Linked DNA regions of Mus musculus: regions 1 and 3 are each linked to region 2. Evidence: chromatin contacts called from public Hi-C and HiChIP or PLAC-seq data. All regions are on one chromosome and are shown on one strand. Each heading gives the region's core, a stretch centred on a gene start, on an enhancer-like site or on the middle of the called end of the contact. The rest is flanking DNA. Distances are from core to core; before and after follow the strand shown.

What was found. A called contact is a pair of places that touch in the nucleus more often than the background predicts. HiChIP or PLAC-seq counts read pairs in DNA pulled down with a chosen protein or histone mark.
Region 1: a contact with region 2 is called in a Hi-C map of cerebral cortex, with 3 times the contacts expected there. The contact joins the enhancer-like site here to the promoter of Grin2b in region 2. A contact is called at or near these places in 5 of 39 promoter capture datasets (embryonic stem cells, hippocampal neurons, neural stem cells and 2 more), 6 of 484 Hi-C or Micro-C datasets (cerebral cortex, embryonic stem cells, forebrain and 1 more), 8 of 115 datasets of contacts at active chromatin or transcription factors (SST interneurons, embryonic basal ganglia, embryonic forebrain and 5 more) and 3 of 9 other capture datasets (adipose tissue, embryonic stem cells and liver).
Region 3: a contact with region 2 is called in an H3K4me3 HiChIP or PLAC-seq map of forebrain, with 3 times the contacts expected there. The contact joins the enhancer-like site here to the promoter of Grin2b in region 2. A contact is called at or near these places in 1 of 39 promoter capture datasets (frontonasal cranial neural crest), 1 of 484 Hi-C or Micro-C datasets (cortical neurons), 3 of 115 datasets of contacts at active chromatin or transcription factors (astrocytes, embryonic forebrain and forebrain) and 1 of 9 other capture datasets (liver).

What each region holds. Positions count from the first base shown.
Region 1 is chr6:135,951,014-135,955,776 of GRCm38.p6, reverse strand. All of the region lies in intron 4 of Grin2b (glutamate receptor, ionotropic, NMDA2B (epsilon 2)), which reads left to right. Among named protein-coding and RNA genes, the nearest start is that of Gm14330, 100 kb to the right of the region's middle. Within about 2 kb of position 2,911, at least 3 of the 459 cell types and tissues checked have an H3K27ac peak or open chromatin away from gene starts, as enhancers often do. A contact at or near this core is called in cerebral cortex, where this site is marked.
Region 2 is chr6:136,172,288-136,176,995 of GRCm38.p6, reverse strand. It overlaps Grin2b (glutamate receptor, ionotropic, NMDA2B (epsilon 2)), which reads left to right and starts at 3,451. Exons shown (of 15, transcript NM_001363750.1): 1 at 3,451-3,523; 2 at 4,059-4,131. It overlaps Gm26653 (a long non-coding RNA gene), which reads right to left and starts at 3,968. Exons shown (of 3, transcript XR_378074.4): 1 at 3,887-3,968; 2 at 3,022-3,142; 3 at 1,286-2,496.
Region 3 is chr6:136,007,853-136,012,574 of GRCm38.p6, reverse strand. The region is part of intron 4 of Grin2b (glutamate receptor, ionotropic, NMDA2B (epsilon 2)); the gene reads left to right. Among named protein-coding and RNA genes, the nearest start is that of Gm14330, 160 kb to the right of the region's middle. Within about 2 kb of position 2,009, at least 49 of the 459 cell types and tissues checked have an H3K27ac peak or open chromatin away from gene starts, as enhancers often do. A contact at or near this core is called in cortical neurons and forebrain, where this site is marked.

The sequences.
Region 1 (4,763 bases), core at 1,662-4,161, 220 kb after region 2:
CCAAGCTAACAACTGGCTGAGCTGTCGGTAGCTGGGCGGGCAGTATGGCCCCAGCTCCAGCGTCTGCAATTGGGCACATGTGCACCCTTAAAGTATGTCTACTCCAAATTGAGATGCATTATATGTGCAAAGTACACACCAATAATTTAATTCAAGAAACATGAGTTAGCTCATTATTAATTTATACAGTGATTTTGCATTGGAACGTTTTTATACATTTAGTTAGCATTCATCTACAGAGCCTTAGCGTATTCATTTTTGTTTGTTTGCAATGTACCTATGAGACAACTTTATTACAAAAACGGTCCATATTATATTTTTCTTCATGAACATCAAGACTGCTGTTTAACAAAAACTTAAAGCAAAGGGAAATGTTGAGTTTTAGTAAAATCTATAAAACTTCAAATGAACAAAGACAGACCTATGGTAAGGTGAGTTGAATTGGACCTATTGGAAAAGAGGCTATTGGAAGGACCTTGGGAAAGTGGAAACTGGAAACTGGAAAGGTCAGAATCATTTGAGTGATTTAGAATGGAGTTAATTTCCCCATGAACTTAAAGGAAAATATTTGGTCAAAAGTGAGGGAATTTCTCAGACACCTCAGAACACTGATCCTCGGCCAAATTATAAATCCATCAGTACATGATCAAATTAGGGGCAGGGTTCCTTCAAACGATGACTTCTAGGTGATTCTATAAGAGAAGGACTGGGAAGACGGGAAGCAATACTTCCAGTCAAATAAAATAGGATCCTGTGAGATGTCAGAGAAGCCGCTGACTCGGATTAGGCATCCTACTAATCCAGGATGATCTGGAGTTCAGCTGCTAAGCACCTATATGCTCATGCTGACGTCAGTTCATGAAGCACAACCAGACTCTGTATCCCCAAGTTCTACATCAACAGAGTCAAGCGAATATGGACCCGAAGTATTTATGAAACATTTGAGTCTGGACAGTTTTTTCACTACCATTAGTCCTTACCCAGCTATTAGCATTAGCATTTACATTATACTAGGAGTTATGCATAGAGATGACTTAAAGTCTACTTGCTGGAGGATGCCATATGTCATATGCTAATCCTGTGCTGTCATTTTATATCAGGGACTGGAGGGAGCAGTCTCGGAGTTTGGTATCCACTGAGGAGGTTGTTGAGCCTGATCCCCCAAGGACAAAGAGGGACATCTGTACTTCTATACCAGTTAGTAATGGACAATTAGTCCTTCTAATTTTCTCATAAGTCAGGACCTAGCAGGAGCATGCTCCACTTCTGAATAAGGCTGACTATTAAAGGCATTGTGCCAGCTATGTTTTGAATATTACCTATGCTTATGGGGACACTCTTGGCATACAACTTCTCTAGTGTTATGCAATTTATATCATCCTGAGATCTGACTGAAGAAAGGTATATCCTGTGGACTCCTGTGCAGAGAGAGTAATATGATCTTTAAAAGAGTTAATTCAGAGGCTGGGAAGATGGTTCAGAGGCTAAAGTGCTTGCCACAGAAGCATGAGGACCCAGCACCCACACCAATACTGGGTAGTCATGGCAACCAACCTGTCATTCTAGTCATGGAACGTAGAGACTGGGATTCCCAGAACAAGATAGCTAGCAAGACTGCTGGGAAGTGGGTTTGACTGAGAAGGCCTGCCTCAGTGAACAGGTGGAAAGGTGTTGAAGATGATGTCTGATGTCAATCTTGGGTCTCTACATTCAGATATGCATCTGTATGTGACTTCACATGTACATGTGCTCACACACATACAAAAGCAAGCCTGCACACACAGAGACAGACAGACAGACAGACAGACAGGAAAATGGGAACAGGATAAAAATAATACAAAAAAAATCTACTTGGAGTAGAAACTGAGAACTCAGAGGACTTCAAAGAGGTAAATGTTCTGTCTGAAATGAAGAAGAAATACATGAACAAGATAAAAATAAATGTATCTGCTGATGCGAAGACACAACTCTCAGTTTGAAGGGGGTAAGGGACAATTTATCCGGAAGCCACATATGAGTGACCACGGCCCAGGGATACAGATTTAGGTTACCCTAAATTACGTGTTCCAATGTGGAAGCAGTTTCACGATGTTTTTATAGTAACAGAGCAAGAAAAGTCATAAATCAAACACAGGTGGAGATTTTTTTTTTTTTTTTTAGGCAGGTGGGTTAGGTAAAGCAGGAAAGTTACAGCTATAGGCCTCAGATGTTATCTGATGACATTTTAAGCTTTTTGTTTGGTTGAAAACTAAGTCTGTGTTTGTATATTCCAAATAATTTAAATAATTAGGTAAGGTAGAGAAGGAGGGCAATCAATGGCTATTATGGAGGCTAAAAATGCTCCCAAGATAATTTGGCTCTGGACTTGCATCATCCCAACCTCTCTCAATCACTAGAATTCTAATCCAACATTCAGATTTGCAGAAAGGTCAGCGGAAACTGCAGTTTCTTTCCAGAAACTTCTGTTCACATCTCTAATGTTCAAAAATAGGAGGACCCTGGAGGAAGAATGTGACAGGAAAGAGTAGTGTGTCCACAGTGCTGGGGAAGGTCACTCGATCTGCAACACTGGGCCTCCCTGATGTGTTCAAGTCTGTGAAGTTCCTACACTCACAGAGTGGATGGTATGGCCGGGAGTTCCTCTGTGCTAGAACAAGTCAAAAAGCTTGACCTTAGATTTTAATTGGTGTGGGCTGAACAGTAGCAATCAGGCTTGAGAGCTCATAGAGATAACCAGAAGGAAGACACGGGAATTGTGGCAAAGGTAATCCAGGGAGACAGTTTGGTTGTGACGCCCTTAAAGTTGCTGTTTGGATTTGAGTCAACAAAGCTTCCATAGAACAGGGGCACCACCTACACGTGGGCTTCAAAGAAGCACAGAGCACCCAAAATACCTGATGTACATTTGGGACATCTGCGTTCTTCAGGGAAGGGGGACAAGGAAGAAAGCCTCCGGCTGGCTGGCACTGCCTGTGTAGGGCCTTGAGTGGTCCACAGTCCTCTTACCTCGGCCTCCTGATGGCTGAGGTTTCAGGCATGAACCTCTGTGCTGACATCGTTTCTGGCTTTGAGCCTTTCTGCCCAGCCATTCCTGATTTTACAGCTACTTCTGAGGCCTATCTCCTCCCGAGCTCCCGTTGTACAATGGGGTTCTGTGTCCACCAGTACACTAGGAGACATGATCTTTACATTTTCCTTTTTATAACTGTTTTTATAATATATTTTAATTTTTGGCAGCTTCATACATGTCTACAATGATCTTGATCTTACCCATCCCAACTCTCTTGCTTTCTCTGAGACACCCCTCCCTTGTATTTCTATGTCTTCTTCTCCCTCACTCCTTAAGTCCAATTAGTGAAGTCCACAAGAACGTTAGCTGATCTTGGATGGGTCTTGAGTAGGTAACCGTAGCTGCTGTGAGTTCATGACTGCAGCAGACATGTGTATCCAGAAGACATCAATTCATAGCGCTGCTCCAAACACAAACCCTCTGGCTCCTACATTCTCTCTGCTCTCTTTTTGACAGGGTGACCTAAGCTTTCAGGAGGGAGTTGATGTACAAGTGCCCTTCAAGGCTGAAGGCTCACACTCACACACAGCACTTGACCAGTCGTGAGTCTCTGTTTAACTGCTGGTCACCACATGGAGAAGGTTCTCTGGCCCAAGCAGCAACTCTCTTTAAATCTTCCTCCTGCCTTCTTTCCTTTACCCATCTTGACTTGGCTTCACTGTGGATCCCTAGTACAACTGAGGTGGGCTGACATTGACATGGATAAGGAGAGTCAACGGAGGGTATCAGTTACGTTTGAGCGGTCCAGATGTGGACCAGAGCTTGCCATGTGACCAGTCGTCTGAAAGAAGAGTTCTCCAGGAAGCCTACAGGAAGAAGGCTGTGAGTCACTGCTGTGCTGGCTCCCACTGCTGACTCTGCTTTCTCTGAGCTGTCCTTCCATTTTCAGAACTGAAAGGGGGCATTCCAAAGGTGCCTTGGCCCAACGCATCCATACTCAGAAGCTCTTCTTGCTTGGGATCAGGACAGAGACAGGGCCACCAGGTTAATGGAAGAGGGCTCCAGATCATCTTGGCATTGGTGCCATGCACCTCTGGGACTCCCGTTAGCATGCTCTTGTTCCCCCTGGACTATTATTATCCCTCCGTTGCCCACAACATCTCTCATTCCACAGCATGGCACTGTGGTCAGGACCACACTTAAGGACATAAGGGTAATCATTTATGATTAATTGAATACGTTGATTTTAACGGTTGGGGGACTCCTTTTTTTTTAATGTGTCCTCTCTTTCTTCGCTTGGCATTGACGATCATTTTAAAGCTCAGTCTCTCTTCCCTGCAGCTTCATTTTGTTCTCTCGGAGCAGACTATAGTCTTCTCGGTTTTCGTCTGCCCTCATTCCTAGTGATTCCTGCTCAAAACCTTCACAGATTTTCACCTTTATTTTCTAGCTTATGCCTTCCCTTCCCTCAGAATACACATGAGATGACCCAGCACTTGTATGGAGGAGTATGAGGTAGTACTAACTTAAGTATCTTCTCAGCTATTTTAGAGAATGTCACATTTCTTTGCTTGTTAAAACCAGTCTCTACCACAGAGTTGCTACTGCAAAACAGACATACTGTTCTGTGAACAAATGTAATTGTCACCAATGACACAAAAACGTTCAACCTCACTTTAAACAAATAGATTGAAAGTAAAACAGTAGCTCATGGTTTAGCCATCCAAACTAATAAAGTAATTAAAGAGCACAT
Region 2 (4,708 bases), core at 2,202-4,701:
AAGTGAAAAACAGCACCAACTTTCTGTTATTTTGATTACTTTCATGGGCATGTCACTTTAAATCATTATGTAAAGAGATGCTCCAAGATATGTATTTTAAACACGGAAGCAAGTATTACAGAGGTGTCAGGCACTTTCCTCACAAGCATTGTTATTTAAATTTTTTGTTTCATAACATTTATGAATATTAAAGAGTTTTAAATTGTGATTTATTTCTACATTTTAAGTATTTACATTCATACCATAAAAAAAACAAAAACAAAAACAAAAAAACCAAAAACCTTTCTCTTAAACAGGCAATCTAAACTGTATACACTCCAGGCCTATCTTTTGTTACAACTGTCTGATATGAAAGGCATTGCCATATCTGTATGGTCTGTATATATCTATAGTCCTGTAAGGTGTGTAATGGTATGCACGTATCTATAGTTCTGTAATGTGCTTTATGTCTGCCTATTGGGTTAAGAACAAATGTTTGCAGCCTCTCTCATATCTTCTTTTTAGGTCCAGCCAGCTGGCAGAATACTTTCAGCTATGTCCTTAGCAGCCTGAGGCAAGAGCTTTTCCTCAATAAAGAAGGCTTCAAAGTACAGGCCGCCATCTTCTCTTGTTAGAATACCACCTTCTGTGCCTGGCTGGGGATAAGCAAATATATTCTCTGCAAAACAGAGAAATAACATTACAAATTCATGAGTCCTGGGGGGTCCCTGAGGTCGTTCTTTGGAAAGTTTGTGGATTTTTGTGAGAAGCCCAAATGTGGGTGGGTGGAGCCTGGCTGGGTGGAGATTCCAGTTAGTCAGGACACCAAGCTCAGAGAAGGTTTTCCTGAGCTACGTGAGTGTATGTGGGTTCAAGTGCAGCCTGGGTGACATAGTGAGACTGTTTCAAAATAAAAAGTAGGAATGGGGCTTGGGATATAGCCTAGTGCTGGGGCACTTGCCCAGCATGTGAAGAGCCCTGGGCTCAACTCAGTCCCAAAAGAAAAGGGAAGAAATAAGAGGTGGGTGTCACAAGTCTGAGAATCAGGGAGAGAAGCCCTCGGGTCCAGGGAATGTATGCCGTGGAGGAAGGATAGCACTTCTCATTTAGCTCTGTGCTTCCTAAGATGTCTTAGTCCTGTCATCAGAACAACTAAGCAGGTCAGAAGCCTCAGAAAAACCCAAGAATCACTGAGTCCATGAAAGAGTGGGCAGGGAGGCCTGGGGATGTTACCAAGTACTGTATACTCATGTAAGAAATTCTCAGAAAAAATAATTTCATACAAGGAACTAAGCAGCTGGTTGGGAAGACAGGAAAGACACTGAAGGATACAATTCTCCATTGAGTTTCATGAAATTGCCTTTTTATTATAGGTCAATAATGGTTCCTTTGTGTGATTGAGACTATCATGATTGAATTGCCAATAGTACTGTATGGCATAACGCAGATGGCTCAGGGATGTTTTTTTTTTTTTCTTCTGACTGGTCAGCTCTTTCTCCACCGTGCTGATGTTAATATGTTACATACCGGGATGATCTACGCACGAGATATCTTTCAGTCACTGTGAAAGTCAGCGGAGTGAACCATGCTCTGCATCTCTACACAGAACAGGTAGACTCGGAGAGTGAGATGGCCAGATGCCACCTCTCACTATCAAATCCTTGAAATGCTTACAGAAATCAATTCAGGCTTGGATGATGAAAACGACCTGGAATTAGACTCCCAAAGGAGAGCACCGTGGACTGCGCCACGGGCAGAGGAGATGTGTGTTCCTTCTTTGCTCTCTGCTAGGGAAAGTGGATAGACTGAAATGGAAATGTTAGGTTTGGGCAACAGGAGAAATGAAAACAAATAAGAGTAGTATGCAAGTTTTGGAAAAGGGCATCGGGAGGGAAGGGTGGCCCACGAGGTGAAACGTAAAAGATAGCCATATTTAGAATAGTAGGTTACCAGTCAACCCACAAGGGTGCCTAAGTGGGTGTAGATCTCATTTCAAAAGAAAAAAAGAAAACATTACTGTAAGAGCAAGGGCAGCGTGCTTCACTGTGTCCTGGCTTAGGGCATCTGCCTTTGTTCCAGTCACTAGAACATGCACATGATTGGGTCCAGTCGGCCATTGTGTGCATCCAGCAGAGAGCAGTGACCACATTCCACACTTTCCCAAAGGAGTAGATGCGCAACCTCACTTTGTCTCGGGAAAGAATGGGAATGGTCACAGAGAGGCACACGGTATTGCTTTTGAATACGCGATATTTGTGTTCTCCTCTGTGTGTCGTGAAAACATTAGATGCCAAGAATTAGCCTGACAAAGTTCAGGGAACGGGAAAAAACACTGCTGTGGAGAACCCGCCTGAGGTGTTCCTGGTGCTGACTGGACTAGAGGCCAGTGCGCATTGGCCCGTAGACCGGAGTTCCAGGCTGCTTGGAATGGGACCGATCCCTGTGTGTTCCGGTCACATTCTCCCAGGTTGGTGAGTGAGAAGCCCGTTGTTTTACTGCCATAAAAGTTCACCTCCACTGTAACAGAGACAATGGGTGAGAATAACAAGGATGTATCTACAAGGATATTAATATTGAAGAATAGATAATACTACAAGTGATCACAAGGACTCCCAAAACATAAAACAGCTCAAGAGGGAGAGAAATGGCTGCTATTTTCCGTTTTAGAGAAGCTGGGTTAGTCAGTGCTGTAAAATCATTTCATATGGGAAACATTCGTTTGTCTATCATTTTTGCTTGAGATCTTTAAATAACGCAATCCACTTAAAAAAGAACCCCAAAGTCCTCAAATCTTTCCCAGCAGCCGGAAAATATCACACACACTCACACACACACACATATACACACATACACACATATACACACACACATACACACACATACACACATATACACACACATACACACACACATACACACACACATACACACACACATATACACACATACACACACATACACACATACACACACACACACACACACACACACACACACACACACACACACTGCTGTACAATTCAGCCTTTTAATTACATTTACCTGCTTCCCTATTGTTTAACTGTCAATTTCCTGCACTGAAGACAGATCTCAAGCTCCCTGAAGACAAGAATCCTGTCATCAAGTTGCACTCTGCACCCGGAAAGCAGGTACTAAGCAGAGACTGCTGAATGGAACCAGGGGAGTGGTTTCAGTGTCAGTCTGCAGCATGGCCTTCGGGTTGAGGTGCACAGCCCTGCGCGGTGGTCCAAGGTGGCCACTGTTTCCCCTCTCCCTTAAGCCGCCCCATCTCGCTGCTATTCCTTCTTGCTGCCAGGAGGAGGCACCACGGCCTCGGGTTAAGCTTTTCCCACCCCCTGGCTACCCCACTTCCCCCAGCTCATGACGTGAGAAGCAGCCTCAGCCAAGAGTCTTAGCAGTGGGAGTGAGGGGGTGATGGAGGGGGTTTGGGAGTGGGGAGGGGTGGGGGGTGGAGAGCAAGAGGACGCGCGTGCACACACACCCTGCCTCTTGGGTTTCTCCTCCTGAACCTCCTGTGTGAGAGGTAGGGTGTGTGTGTGTGTGTGTGTGTGTGTGTGTGTGTGTGTGGTGTGCGCGCGCGAGCGCGCGCTTGAGTGGCACGTTCCTGGGTGTGAGACCCAAATCAAGACCAGGACCTTTGATGTCCCCGCCCTCCCCGCGTCGCCGGTGATTAATACCCATTTTTCTTACTCTCCCCCTCCTCCCCTGCTCTTCCTCTCCTGCTGCCGAACGCTTGACTTGCCCCCGCCCGCTTCCCCTCCCCCGGCTCCCATCACCACCAACTGGAATCTGGGCTCTCTTGCCTCTCCACTCCCCCCCCCCCTTTTTGAGAAAGGAAGGTCCTCCCCCACCCCCTTTCCAGCACCACTTCCTTGGGTTCCTTCACCTCTAGGAAATCTCGGGGCTTGGCTCTATGGAGAAGCGCTTCTCGGGTCAAGCTGCCTTTCTATCCCCGGCATCCAGCGGAGCTGGCATCCGAATACATTTCCTTCTGCTCTGCAAAGAGTCGTAGTGAACTTCCCAACCCAGGAGACTGATCCATTTATCCTGCTTTGCAGGAAAGAAAACGTCTCAAACCCTCGACACCCGCCACCCCTCTCCGGAGACTGCCACCTCGGAGGTGCAGAACCGGTACGTAAATGCCCGCTTTGGAGTCTCAATTTTGAGGGTTTGGAGAAATCAGGCAGATAAAGGCTCGAAGCCTTGGCACTGCTAACCAACCTGGTATTGGGTACAGCTTTCCAATCCAGCAGCACCGGGCACTTGCTATTTTGGATGGTTTTTTATTTTTCCTTTTAAACAAAAGGATATTTTTGGGGAGGGGGAAGGGGACAGGACTGCCTTTGGTCTTTCTGAGGTGGTTAATCCCTTCTAGGGGAGAGGCTGGGCAGCGGTGCCAGAGGCGGGAGCCACGCGCTGCGACCCTCCAGTCCAATCCTCTGGCTGCAGGTGCAGCCCGGTGCGCTGCACATCAGCGCGCCGGCGGCGTGAGTGTGCGCGGGGGTGAGTGTGAGTGCGCGCGGGGGCGCGTGCGCGTCGGGGGCGTGTGTACGCGCGTGTCAGTGTGCCCCATCCAAGAAATGCCCAGTGTGCGGCCGGTGCACAATCAGAACCCATTGAGCACGAGCCCGGGGTGGGAGGAGGCTCCGCTGCTGGAGGAGATGAGGAGAGCGAGCCAGACGTGTCAGCAGCATTGCAGATGGGGCTG
Region 3 (4,722 bases), core at 760-3,259, 160 kb after region 2:
TCCCCTTTCCTCTTAGTTGCCCCTCCTGAACCATCACATCTCTGGTTGACTCAGGCACCGGCCTGGAGATGACAGTATTACAGTTCAGGAATACATAGCATGATGTTTTTCCTTAACCAAAAGCTTGATCCTGTTTATTAGAAAGGCAGTGGGCCACAGTAGCTCCAGGAGAGGCTAGCCTGCAAATAAATACACATGCTCCATGCAGACACTATCTGGGCTTTGCAGAGGTCTTCAGCACTCCTTGGAATTGTCACCTTCTGGCCACTCTGCCAACACCATGCTTCTGTGGAGGCAATTTGAGGCCCCACTGAGAAGTGGGTAGAGATTCAATGCAGTGCTTTGAGCATCAAACTGGATTTAGTAGTTCCTACCAGTTTTGACTTCGGATATTACATAACCTTTGTGAGCACTGGGTTCCGCACTGTCCAATCAGATGGATAATGCCAGTCTTGCCAGTGAAACAAATGCCCGGGCGCCTAGCACATTGCTTGACGAGATGGAAGCCCTTCTTGTTGCCAGGCACTTGGCCCCATGCAATAGATGGTTCATTCAACCTTCTCAATGGTCGCACGGAGGAGAGCCGGAGCCGGATGGAAGAAGTTAAGGGTTTGGGACAAGACTTAATAAAAGGTCTGGCCTAGGGGACAGGGAGAGGCTCAGAAAAGGGGGCTCACAGTGAGAAAGGCCCGATTTCATTTGTCATGGGACCCAGGGAAGCTTGCCATGTGTTCTCTGTCATTTGCCTTGGGTCTTGGCCGTGAGAGAGACATGGTAGGCTTCTGGGCAGTGTTGGTGGGGTGGGTACTCAGTGGATGCTCATGTAGAGCAGAAAAGAGGAAGTAGCTGGTCAGCTACAGCAGCTGGGGATATGAAGATAGAGCAAGGGGTGTAATGTAAGTTGATGTACAAGAAAGGAGATGATGAACGTGGCCTGGGGGAAAAGCGGAGCTCTTCTGGGTTCATTACTGGTGTCCAGCTACAAGGAAAATGGACTCTCCATCCCAGTGTCATCTCCATCCCAAGCTCATCTCAGAGCTTGTCCAGTTGCCTGGATACCTGTGACACACACCACTCCCTCCTTTGACACCGAGTGGCTGTGTGGCATGACCAACTCGATGCTGTCTGGCTTGATCCCACACGGCCCAGTCACATGGCACCCTCAGCTCCCACAGGAGATCCTGGGCCCCACCAGAGGAGTAAGAGGATGTGATGGGGTAGGTAAGGGAAGAGGAACTTTTGTTGTTAACAGCAGAAGATCAAAAGGGCTGCAGTAGGCAAGGAGTCGAGGGCCTTTTTGCCAGGTAAAGCAAAATGTCGAACACTAAGTGTGTAATTTGAGTAATTAATGTTCCAGATGGAAGAACAGTTTTATATGCTAATTCATATTTTCCAAAGGTCCAGAGCCACTCTGAAAACTCTTTTCCAAATTGCTGTCATCGCTGCCTACATCTGAAAGCATCCCACACGGTGAAGCTCACAGAGGCATGGTTTCAGGGTGGCTTTTAATTTCTTGTTTTAAACATGTGAAATGTGCCTCTCCCTCCCCCCCAATAGCCCAGAACTGTGTAGGCATACAGGCCCCATAGGCCAGTGTGCCATGTATAGGTTACAGGTGCAGCCACACCATTGCCTAGCTTAGCCCTCTGTGGTCTCAGTATCTTTGCCTTTAGGAGACTACCGTGTCCTGTGGCTCACTGAACAAGGCCTCAGAGTGATGTACAGGTTTGACTTTGGGCTGTAGTTCTGAGCATCGCCCAGATGCCTGAGGAATGTCTAGCTTAGCATCCAACTGTCATTAGGGGGATTTTTCTTAAGGTAGAGGTTAGCTATAGACACATACCGAGTCTCCAGCCTGCCCAGATCAGAGAAGGAAGATCCAGAGTAGAGCCCTTGGCTCCACTCTTGAAATCTCTCTTGAAATCCAGCCAGGCCAGGACAGCGTCTCTTTCTGGACCTTTGCAGGCTCCAGGCCTTTCTTTCGGAATTTTTTTAAAAAGCCCCCTACATCTGTTTCTTTCTTTTTCATAGTTAAACTATTTAACTCAGTGTTTAAAGCCCTGCCTGGCTGCCTTGTGGCGATTCAGGGTTGCCATGGCAATGTGGCCGGGTTCTCCAAATTAGGACACATTGCAGCTGCTTTTCCTTCCTTCCTTTTTTTTTCTGATGTGGTCTCTCCATCTCTGTCTCTGTTTCTGTTTCTCTGTGTCTATCTCATTCTCTGTCTCTCTCTCTCTCTGCATGTCTCTCAGTCTCTCTATTTCTGTCTGTATCTCTGTCTCTCTCGGAATGTCTCTCTGCCCCTTTCTGTCTCTCTCTGTCTCTGTCTCTCTCTGTGTCTGTCTCTGTCTCACACTTTGTCTCTGTCTGTCTCTCTGTGTCTCTGCGTCTCTCTCTCTCCCTCCCTCCCTCCTCTCTTGCTTCCTTAAGCCCTTGCCTGCTTTTCTCCCCCAGAATGCTAATTTAAGTACCTGTAGTCAGAGCTGGGTGGGTCTTTATACTTCCTCAATGCTCTGCCTACATGCATCCTCCAACCCCGTCCCTGGCAGTCTGTGCCCATGGAGGTTCTTGAGACCATCAGAGTCCTCTTTTGCTGTCTTTGCACCTAATATCTGTTTGGTTTGGGTGACACTAAGGAATTTCTGTTTTACCAAAAAGCCTTTTGTGAGAGGAATGTGGCGAGGAAGATGCTCTGCTGTTTAGACTTCCAATGTCCTCAAATCTTTCCAGCAGGCTCACAGCTACTTTAGGAGACACTAGGGCGATAAACGGACTCAGCGTGAATGGGGGTGCAAACATCTTTCCCACACAAGGCATTTCAGGGTCTGTTTTAATTATTTTTCTCAATGCTGTGACAAAATTCCTTAAAAACAACTTAGGAAACAAGGTTTGCCTTACCTCAGAGTTTGAAGGCATAGCTGATTGTGATGTGGAACTCATGGTAGCAGGGTTATGAGGTGGCGGCCATGTTTTATCTGTGGTCAGGAAGCAGAAAGAGCTGAATGCTGGTACCCAGCTTGCATCTCCTTATTTGGCCAGGACTCTCACTTGGGAAAGGTGCTGCCCACTTTCAGGATATGTCTCTTCTGCTCCATTACATGTTTCTGAGAACAGCCTCATAGATACAGATGTGTGCTTCCAAACAGATGCGTGATTCTAAATCGTGCCAGCTTGACAATGAAATTCACAGGGTCCCAGGACACTACATACTCTCAGAAAGTTTGGTATTATAAAAGTGTGATGGTTAGGGTCAACTGCCAACTTCACTTCAGGGATTTTCTTTAATGTGTTTATTGATATGAGAAGCTCCATGCTAATTGTGGCTGGCATCAATCCCTGTTCAAGGCATCCCGAGCTATCTAAATGACCTAAGAACTTAGCAGCAGCATGCGTACAGTGCTCTGTTTCTCGGCTGTGTGGCCAGCTCCTTACCTACACTTTCCCATTATGGCAGACTGTACCTTGAACTGTGAACCAGAATAAACCCTTCCTCCTTAAAGTTGCTTTTGTACCTTATCACTGCAACAGGAAGAGGAACAGAGAACAACAGAGGCTGTCAGTGTTCAAAAGGTAGGAGGGAGGAGGTGGGCACAGAGAAAGGTGGGAGAAAAGAATGAGGGCAGGCTGGACAATGGTGGCCTTTCTTTCCCTCGGGGTACTTCTGTTTCACAGTAGGCTACCTGAGACCCTAAAGTTATAGACTGGATGAGAATGGAGAGAGAAAGAGGATGGAGAGAACAAGGTAGACCATGCATCCCTTTCTGCTTCTTTATTATTACATTAAGGCCAATTAGAAAAGACTCTTTTGATAAATGTTCAGAGGAATGAATGAGCTCAGGCATGCTTTGAAATCTCTCTCTCTCTCTCTTTCACATACACACACACACATACACACACACATATACACACACACACACACACACACAGAGAGGAGAACTAGGTCATTATTACTAAGTACCTGGGACAGTCATTTTGGAAAATAACTTGGTCACCAGAATTTTTTTATTGAAGCAAGCAATTTGATTTATGAGATGGGATAGGGATCAATTTTGAAGGAAGTAATCATGGGTCTTACCCATTAGGGCGTTTAGTAGCCGTTCCTGAAACCATTGGCTAAAAAGCGCTGTTTAGCAATTTGGGCCTTCCCCTCTCTATGCCCTGATTATCACCTTTAGCAAATCCAAGGTCACTGATTCAACTGTGTGGACATCATGTTCCTTGACCTGTGAGAGAGGTGAAGGGAGAACGCCAACACAATTAGCTAGGTAAACAAGGAGGGTGCTGTCATAGGCCAAGGTTCACCAGCAAGGCAGCCATGACAGAATGGGCAATCCAGGCAGGGTCACGGCTGCTAATGGATTTGCACTTAGGTTGAAAGACGAGCTCTTAGCTGTGAGCTGGACTTGGCATTTTGATTTGCTTTTGGAGTTTGACCTAGAGCTGTGGATAGATCTTCCCATTGATCTGTTACATCTCCAAAAGTTGGCAAGTAGGTGGCTATATTTTCAGCTTGCACCTCTAGCTTGCCATTGCAAGTTAGAGGTGTGTATGTTTCAGGGAATGGTAGGAGCCTTCCACTGAAATTTTCAGATTTTGTATCACATTCAGAAAGCACTTTTAGAATGACCTTCAGTTTGGGTGTTTACTCTTTGGTTGCTACTGAGGAGAAATCTGGCGTGTGGGTGGGGAGGGCAGTTCAGATGATCCTAGTTTCTCCCTGGT